2 separate regions of the Mus musculus genome follow, and region 1 is linked to region 2. The links are chromatin contacts, called in public HiChIP or PLAC-seq maps. All regions are on one chromosome and are shown on one strand. Each heading gives the region's core, a stretch centred on a gene start, on an enhancer-like site or on the middle of the called end of the contact. The rest is flanking DNA. Distances are from core to core; before and after follow the strand shown. Region 1 has its middle 74 kb from the start of Fbxl4. Region 2 has its middle 120 kb from the start of Gm42260.

Region 1 (4,760 bases), core at 1,200-3,699, 140 kb after region 2:
CATGTGCTTTGTGAGAATAGATAAACATGAAGCTGCATACTTCTACACTTCTACACTACATCCTTTCATAACACTATGAAAGTTACGCCAAGCAGTATCATAGGAGAGATAGAATAGTTGTCAGTAAAGGCTGGGAAGGGGAAAACAAGTGATCTGGAAATGGAAAGGGTGAAGAGCATGGGTGGGAAGGATTTGGGCTCTGGTGATCCATGGCACAGTGGAGTAACTATAGTTGACAAAATGCTATGATATAGTCCAAAACAAATGGAAGAGTTCAACAGGCTTCAAACACAGAGATGATTAATGTTAAAGCAGGTGGGATGTTAATCTGGCCTTTTTATATGTTTCTATTAGATTAGCAAACTCATCTATGGCCATACCATTTTGAAATGTGTCCAATTGTGGAAGCTAAGCAGGGCTGGACCTTGTTAGTACTTAGATGGGAGATTTCTGTACCATATTCTTTAAACATGTACAAATATTTTAAAAAATAAAATTTGTTTTTAAAGAAAATAACAAGATGATCTTATGCAAGTGACACTATTGAGTTTAGTAGATAATGTGATGATATTAGCATCCCTTTGTTATCTTATTGTGCTTCCAAAAAATTATTTAGAGATCTGTAAAGCAAAGTTGTAATGTAAGATGATACTGTTTTTTCACAGTTCTATGTGGGTCAGAAAATAGGGTGCTAAAGACAGGAAAGCTTTTACAACAAATGCCTTGGAAACAGGAACATGCGTGGTAGGAAGAGCTTTCTGGTGTTTTTCTCTTTAACTGTGGTGTGACTCTGAACAAGTAGTGGCTTTGCTTTCTTTTCCTTCAGCTTTCTTCTCAGTAAATAGACTTGATAATACACCCTCCTCTTGGTGTTGGAAGAATACAATGAAATAATAAGTGTAGTGGTTTTTCAATAGCACTTGGCACGGAGCAGCCACCCATTGTTACTGATGTTTGTTATTAATTGAATTAAGTGATTGATTCAGTTAAGTTATTAATTCAATTGTTATTAACTCAGTAAATTTACTGAATGTCATTCAAAGCAATATTGAGCATTTTGTGAATAGTAGTTTTCATATCAAACACCAAGCCTTGTACTTCACCTTTATTATTTCGCTGAATTTTTAACAACAGGCTTATAAAGTTATCCTGTTATGGAAGAGAAGATAGACTTGGAATGTCATAAGGTTATATGGTGTAGATATAAGCCTTCTATCAGCAGGTAGTCCTGGAAGGCTGTAGTGAGAACTCATGCTCTGTCTTTTGTCTTTGGGAAGGCTGTAATTTAGAAAAAAAAAAAAAAAAAGACAGCCATGATTCAAACCATTCATTTTGTTCACTTGCATTGCTATGATGGAATACCATTGATTGGCTAACTTAAAAAAGAAAAAGAAGAACCATTTCTCATAGTTTTGATGGTAGTGAAATCCAATGTTAAGTGGCCAATGTCTGGTGGGGAATTCTTATGACCACCTTCCATGGCGGAAAGTAAAAGAGAAAGAGCAAAAAACAACCAATAGTAACTTACTGTGCAATGACCGGCCTTGAAATAGTAACCTAGCCTGCAATGGCCACACCCTGCAAATCAAACACCCTTTTCATGACAAGATCACGTCCTAGAGGTCCCATTCTGCCAAGGATCAGCCTTAGCTTGGAGAAGGGTTCTGAGAGAAGGGGTGTCTGGGACTGCTGAAAAGAACAACTGGAAGACGACCTGTGTTCTGCTTCATACAACCTTGTTCCAGCCTGCGTCTGTCTAGGTTCAACTTTCTGGAGATCTCTATCCATGTCCTGCTTGCTTGTGTCAGTTCTCCAAGCTGTTCTCTCTTTTATCTTAAAAAAATTCTCTGAATAGCTCCTCTCCTGCAGAACACAGGTCCAGTCTTTTATTTACATATCAATCCAGTCATTTACTCCAGGTTTCCTTTTGATTGCCTTATAATTCCACATCACATCCTGTGAGGCCAACCCTTTGGTTTTTAGGAGACAGCAAGCATATCTTTTTTTCTTATCATTCCAAAAGAATTCAGAGATCTGTCTTCCTTTGTTAAGAACAGAAGGTAAACTAGTAGAATGGAACCCTGCCCTGCAGCTACCATTTCCACCACGCCTGAGGCTAACATCTCTCTTTCCTAGGCTGACCCTGAACTCAAGAATCTATCTGCCTTTGAAAGCATAAACAGAAAACTCATCTATGTGGGACTTATGCAATCCCCACTCCCTAAATCTCTTATCTTCTTCCTGGGTAATTTCCATACAAGTTGGCTTACAGCAAAGCTGCTTTTGTTCCTTTAGATTTGTGAAGCTCCTCTTATGATTCATATTGCATCTTTATTTTTTACATAATTGAGAAAATATAAATTTTTGAGCGAATGTATTTAGAGCTCCTTCTCATAGCTTTAAGGGCTGTCCCAAAGCTCTCAGGTCTACTTTGCTGAGTCATAGCCACACCCTCAACTCCTGCTGTTTCTAATTATCATGGAATCATGAACCTTAATCAGGAGGACTTTCCTCTGAAGGAAAGAGTCCTCCACTGCCAGCAGGGGTTCCAGAAAATATGTATACTATTATACAAACTAGCCTTACACCCACAACAATCATCTACACTCATGGAGGCCGACACCAGAGCCCTGTTCCAGGGGCAGAAACCCGTGTCTCTCTGTCCCCACCACTGCTCAACAGTGTTGCATTGGTTATTACATTTCCAACACTTGAATGCCAAGGGAGATAATAAGATCACTTATTATTATTACTGTAACAATATGATCTGCTGCAATCCCAAGGATCTAACATTGAACTATGAAAGTACCAAGAGAAATTAGAAATAAGTGTGGGATGGGAGACAGTTATCAGGAGGACATTGCAGTCTAAATACTATAGAAGCAAGAAGGTTTGTTTCAGGGAATGTTGTATTATTTTGAAACAGCAGAACTTTAAATTTTATAATTTTTCTCTCTTTTTAAAGCTTGATTATATTCCATTGTGGAAATGTACATTTTCATCATCTATTCATCAGCAGATGGATATCTAGGCTATTTCTAATTTCTGGCTATTATGAATAGAGCAGTAGTGAACATGGATGAGTACATAGTTCTAGAGTAAAATATAGAGAATTTTGGGTATACGCCCAAAGGTGGTATAGCTGGATCTTGTATATTAATTTTCAGCTTTTTGAGGAACCTCCGTACTGATTTCCCGGGTGTCTATACGCATTGTCACTCCCACCAGCAATGGTAAGTACTCTCCTTCCCCACATCCTTGACAGCATGAGCTGTCCTTCATTCTATTGATCCTAGTCATTTTGAGGTAAGACATTCCCCTGGGGCAATGGATGGGTAGCTTTTCTTTAAGAGCTTCAGGTTACTTGTGTTTTGAGAACTCCCAGTTTATTTCTCTATTCCTGTTTTCATTGTGTTGTTTGGTTTTTTTGATATTCATTTTCTTTTTAGTTCTTTACATATTCTAAATACTAACTCTGTATCATATGCATAATTGGCAAAAATATTTTCCCTTTCTCTAGACTTTGCTTGAATTAATTACTGCTTATATTTCACTAAGAATTATGGGTGTGTTTAAATTGCTCATATGATTTTGATTTTACTTCAGTAAGTAAATAAATACATATAAGTAAATGTGTGTGTGAAGAAATCCATAAATTTTATACAGGTTTTCTAGTCTGGTGGAATGCAGAATTTAAAAGTATGTCCTCGTGATTCTCTGAATTTCATGTGTGTCTATTGTAATGTAACCTTTCTAACCTCTAACTTTAATAATTAGAATCTTCCCTCTTTATAGTTAATTTGACTAAGGGTTGTAAATCTTGTTAATTTTTCAAAGAACCAATTCTTCGTTTCATTGATCCTTTGCATTTTAGTTGTTGGTTGTTTCTATTTTATTGACTTCATGCCTGAATTTGATTATTCCTTACCAAGGACTCCTTTGGGATGTTAGCTCAAGCTTTTCTTGATATTTCAGGTGTGTCAAGTTACTAGCATAAAATCATCTTAGTTTTTTGATAAAGGCATCTAGAACTCTGAAGGTCCCCCTTAGACCCGTCTTCACTGTGTTCCATATTTTGACAATATTGTGATTTCATTTTCATTCAGTTCTAAAACCCTTTAAATTTCCTGCCTGATTTTTATCTTGATTCAGTTTTTATTCAACAGTGAGTTGTTCAACTTCCATCAGTTTGTATACTTTCTGCCATCTCTACTGTTGCTGATATCTAGCTTTAGTCCTTTGCGTCCTTATAGGCTAGAAGGTGTTATTTCAGTTTTTCTATGTCTGTTGAAACTTGCTTTGTGACCATTTTGTCCTCAATTTTGGCTAAGATTCCATGGGCTTCTGAGAAAAGCCCATACTCTTTAGTGTTTGGGTAGAATGTTCTATAGATATATGTTAGTCTATTTAGTTTATGACATTATTTAACCCTGGTATTGATGAGAGTGAGATATTGAATTTATTCATTATCACTATGTGAGATTATGTGATTTTAGCTGTAGAAGTATTTCATTTATGAATGTAAGTGTTCTTATGTTTGGTGTACAAATGTTTAGAATTGCAGTATCCCCTTGGTGAATTTTTCCTTTGTAGTGCCCTTCCCTATCAAACAATAGTTTTGTATTGAAGTCTGTTTTGTCAGATATTAAAATGGCTACACAGCTTGCTTCCTGGATCCATTTATTTGGGGTACTGCTTTCTATCTTTTTATTCTAAGGTAAATTTCCAAGGTTCTCTAAGGTCCATGACTGTGAGGGTCA
Region 2 (4,990 bases), core at 2,265-4,764:
TTTTCATTTAGATTGGAAAACTTGAGTCTCTGTCTCTGTCTCTGTCTGTCTCTGTGGGTGTGGTGCTGGGGACAAATCCTTGAGCCTTGTACATACTAGCTCTGTCATTGAGGCATACTGCTAAAGCTAAAACTGTGACGTTAGCACAGAAATAAGCAGTCAGAGATGAAGTGCGAGTGAGGAACTCACTGGTCAGCATGGGTTTAGGAGTCCGTGATGAGCTCCAGGCTTCTCTGTGATTCCATTGACCTGCTCTGAGGCTCAGACTAGCTGGCAAAGATTGCAATCACTTTCTGTTGCTCTGTCAGAACTTCAGAGACTTGTTACTTATAAAGAAAGGATGTTGGTCTTTGGCTGAGGGTTCCTGAGTCTTAGCAGGTGGAGTGATTTCTTGGCTTCTGGTGAAGGCTGTGTTCTATGTCATACGATGGCAGAAAAGTAGAAACAAAAAGTGCATGTGCAGAAGAGGTGTGTGAAGGACAAGGAGAGGTGAGGCCAGTCTCAGGAAGGTCATGTCATTGCAGTGCATTCTGGTGACAAGTCTATCTCAATCCTTTCACGAAGGGGAGAATCCCCCTTGTCCTTGTCACCTCTTAGAAAGGCCCCTACCTCTCAGTACTGTTAGGTTGTCAATTAAATTTCAACATGAATTGAATACTGAATACTAACAAGTGTAAGAGGTTAAGCAATTGGTTTGAAATTACTTGGTAAATTTGAGAGCACTCAAGAATTCGAGCTAGGCTGCTTCAATTCAGCTTATCAATGGAGTACATTTAACAGCAGACCTTAAATTCATGCATGCTCTTGCCCTTACTGCTTGGGCCAAGATGCAGACTAGCTCTTTACCTTTCCTGCCCTTCTTCCAGAAGTCAGCAAACCAAATCAGAACCACAGTCCACTCTTGTAAACAAACTTTCATGAGAACATGGACATTTGTTTGTGTGTCATTTATGGTAACATAGTTGCCTAGGAACTGTATGACTTTCAAAGACTAAATATTGTCTTACTATTTATAGAAAAATTTTCTTGACTACTGATTTTAGGGGAATGACTACTGATAAGTGAGCCTGGCCAGTGAAATAGAACCTGTGGGCTTCTCTCATTTAACTAGCCCTATTACTTATCCATTTCAGCTTTTATGGGCAGTAATAGCATTTAGCATGTCTCTGACTAGAAGGCCAGAGGGAATGTGAATTGTGGAGATATATAACCAAAAGAAGAAACAGACACCTCTTGGAGGATATGTAAACTCTGCCCATGACTTTTTTTTTTCTAAAATGGCTAGTTTAAAAGCATGTGCTTCTCACTGTGTATTTGATCATATTTATAGATTTCAACTACAACCAGAAACATAAAAGAAATGTGATCAATTTGCTGGCATTCAGCAAATGTCTTCAATCAAATTAGACATTGTGCACTCTTAGATATATATTAAGGGTGTAATGAAAATCTGTAGGTTAATATTGTGCCAAGACTTGGACTTTTAATAGAAAGTGGTCTAGGAAAAAAAAAAATCTTATTCTTAAAACCTTAGGCAGAAGTTACTCAATTGACTGTATCTCTGGATTAAATCTTCCTTTTCTTTTCCCAACTGAGAAAAATAATCTACATTTCCTAAACTCTGCCAATCTGTCTTATGCTTTGAAGCTTTGTGCACACATGCAATGCACACTTTTGTTTCATGGTGCAAATAGCTTATTTGGTTTTTGATGACCATAGCTCAGCCTCATTCCCTCTGGAACTCTCTCGATTCCCCTTTATCCCCTTCCCCAGGAGTCCCTCTGGCATGATATCTTCATGCTGCACTGAATTGTGTCTCCTCTGGTAATCTTCATAGTGGCTGAGTCCCTTATCTCTCTGTTCCTAGCACTTAGCACAGTGTTCAAAATTTTCATTAGAAGACGTGGTGCTAGTTATATGGGCTTAGTGTTCACTGTGAAGAGAAACACTAGAGGGCTTGATTGCACTTGCTGTTCTACTGACAGACACAGCCCCTGTGAAGACAGAGAGAAGACAACCAGGAAGAGAGACAGACCCCATCAGTAGGTTGGTTTACCTCCACCATGACTCTAGACTTCCCTAGTGGGAGAAAACAAAATATCTGATGTCTAAGCCAAAAAAAGAGTGAGAGGAGGGGAAAGAGGGTACAGAGAGAACAAAGAGGGGGAAAACAAACAAAGAAAGAGAAGAATAGGAAAGAACTAGAAGATAGAAACACTTTTTGGTGGCCCAATGGCAGGGTCATCTGGGGTTTGATTGTGAGACTTTCCAATCAGGAAATGATTCTAATATAGTAGAATTTCCATTCACATCCCTGATCTAGTTTGCCTACTCTTAGTTATATGGAAAGAGTTTTATTAAGGGGAAAAGATGGATCAATGTGTAAAGTCACAGAACTCATTCTGGTAGGTTTTTTTTTTTTTTACTTTTATATATGAGGGCTATATTTTAATGATTTCCTTATCTATTTCTGTATGCACATGGGCAAGTTGCTTGTGTACTTATGCTTCATGCTCATGCAGTGCCTTTGAAGGTCAGAAGGAGTCACTGGATCCTCTGGAACTAGTTCCAGATGGCTTTGAGCCACTGTGTGGGTACAGGTCCTTTGCAAGAACAGCTAGTGCTCTTAACCACTGAGCCTTCACCCTAGTCTCATATATTCTTATATATAGAAAGTAGGTGTTAACTATAATTTAAAACAGTGAGATAACTTAAAATATTATCAAATATTATCACTTATTCCAATGTTAAAACCTGTAAACATGTAAGCGTCAAGCATGTTGTGTAGCATTACCATTTTAAATATTCATTTATTTCTCTGTATATATACTTGCTCTGTCTGTCTCTGTCTCTCTGTCACTGTCTCTGTCTCTCTCTGTGCGTGTGTGTGTGTGTGTGTGTGTGCGTGTGTGTGTGTGTGTGTGTGCGTGTGTGTGTGTGTGATGGGACCCCACTTGTCATGGTGCATATGGAGGACAGAGGACAGTCTCAGCTATCATTGCTTTCCATCTTGTTTGCAATTGAGTCCTCCTTATTGGATGCTGGGAAATACTGGCTAGCTAGCTCCAGGCATCTTTCGATTCTTTACCTCCTATCTCGGGAGGAGTACTGAGATTACATATTGTCACATCTGGCTTTTATATGGGTTCCAGGGAGAAGAACAAATGCAGGTTGTCAAGCTTTCTTAGCAAGCACTTTTACCTGCCGAGTCAGTTTTAAAATTCTAAACAAAATATCAGTAACTAGGAAACAAAAGAGTCCTCCATCCATCCTTGTAAGAGCTTAATAATGATGTTAATGTATTAATATGGAAACAATGAATATGGGGAATTGACAGCTTTGTTTTCCTGCTGACTTTTGTTCTGGAACAGGATTCTGTGTTTGCTTGTGTTTTCATTGATCTCAGTGAGCATGGATAGAGTTATATTTATTGGCAAGTCTTCTGCATCCTATAGTGCTATGCACACTCCAGTGAAGTCTGCTTGGCAGGCCGAGGGGCCTGGAAGCACTCACGGGGCAGGGAGTTTCAAGGAAATTCAACTTCCTGGAACCAGGCATTCTCATAACCAGTATATTCATACCCTATCCCTGCGTTAGTCTGGTGTATGGATCCACGTGCTCTCTTTTAGTATTATTATTATAAGTGCCTTTAAAGATTGAATTCTGACATAGGTAAGCCTCCACCAGTGTTCCAATGTCCTAGAAAATGCTTGAAGCTGACAAGCTTGGAATTCAGTAGGAATTCAGTAAGAAGGTTATCTATTCAGTAACATTCAAATTTACTTCTAGTAGAGCCTGTGAAACTAATTAGGCATTACAAAGAACAGAGCAGGAATAGCTTGGGGCTGGTCTGTAGAGTGTTTACTTGGGACAATAGCCAGTCTTACCCAGACAAGTGAATTCACAATGGCCTAGCAAATAGGTGGGTTTACCATGAAAGAGTTAGGGAATCCCCCTGAGACAGGTTTCTTCACTAGGCCCAAAGAAACAGCATAACCAGGCATTTACTAAGAACCCCTGGTGGCGGGCTTAACAATAGACTAGCATTACACCTGGCTCCCTTCTTAGTGGCAGCAGCCTGGTCCCCACCTTCTTTTGATGTATACATTCCTTTTGTATTGTGTCACTGTAACTCGGTGGATGTATCTCACCTGGTTTCTTGTTGCTCTCCTGTATAAAAAGTATGATGCTCAACTTGAAAAATTACATTCAGATTCTACACAATCTCTCGTGTGATTCTGTCTGTCATTCATTCGCCCACTCCTAGTCCACCTGCAACCAGAGACCCGTTCTACACAGACAGGGACCAAAAAGGGTCTGCAGCACGATAGAAAGACATAAATGGAAAAAAAATTCCAGAAAAGATTTCCAAAAACTTCCCCAAAAGGAGAAAATTCCTTGTCCTGGAGATTTAGGAAAGATGATTTGCTACATGTCTGCCCAACATGGAAGCATCCAGGCCAGGCATCTGCAGATAGCCAAGTGTCAAAACGAATGAGGCACAATGGTAATCCTCATGAACTCTTTCTTCCTCATATTGCTCTGGTCATGGTGTTTCAGAACAACACTCATATATGCATATAAGGTCAAGTATTAAGAATGCAATTAAGCTGGGCATGGTGGCGCATGCCTTTAATCCCAGCACTTGGGAGGCAGAGGCAGGTGGAGTTCTGAGTTGGAGGTCAGCCTGGTCTACAAAGTGAGTTCCAGGACAGCCAGGGCTACACAGAGAAATTCTGTCTTGAAAAAACAAAAACAAAAACAAACAAACAAACAAAAAACCCAAACAAACCAAAAAACAACAACAAAAAAATGCAATTAGAAATTATGCTGATTTAGGGTTGTGCCAGTTGTAGAGTTCCATTTGTGACTGGTAGTTGGCTAGGCTTATTATAATACCCATGAATTCCCTCCTATTTAACAGACCTTACGTCTAATTAGCTGTTGTTTGGCCCCATGATATAAGTACCCCTGCTGTACCCCTACTGTC

Evidence for each region. HiChIP or PLAC-seq counts read pairs in DNA pulled down with a chosen protein or histone mark.
Region 1: an H3K27ac HiChIP or PLAC-seq map of embryonic stem cells shows a contact between it and region 2, with 8 read pairs. The contact joins two enhancer-like sites. A contact is called at or near these places in 7 of 484 Hi-C or Micro-C datasets (astrocytes, cerebral cortex, embryonic stem cells and 1 more), 10 of 115 datasets of contacts at active chromatin or transcription factors (embryonic stem cells and epiblast stem cells) and 1 of 9 other capture datasets (embryonic stem cells).

The regions. Positions count from the first base shown.
Region 1 is chr4:22,280,667-22,285,426 of GRCm38.p6, forward strand. No RefSeq gene overlaps it. Among named protein-coding and RNA genes, the nearest start is that of Fbxl4, 74 kb to the right of the region's middle. Within about 2 kb of position 2,450, at least 7 of the 459 cell types and tissues checked have an H3K27ac peak or open chromatin away from gene starts, as enhancers often do. A contact at or near this core is called in embryonic stem cells, where this site is marked.
Region 2 is chr4:22,141,172-22,146,161 of GRCm38.p6, forward strand. No RefSeq gene overlaps it. Among named protein-coding and RNA genes, the nearest start is that of Gm42260, 120 kb to the left of the region's middle. Within about 2 kb of position 3,515, at least 9 of the 459 cell types and tissues checked have an H3K27ac peak or open chromatin away from gene starts, as enhancers often do. A contact at or near this core is called in embryonic stem cells, where this site is marked.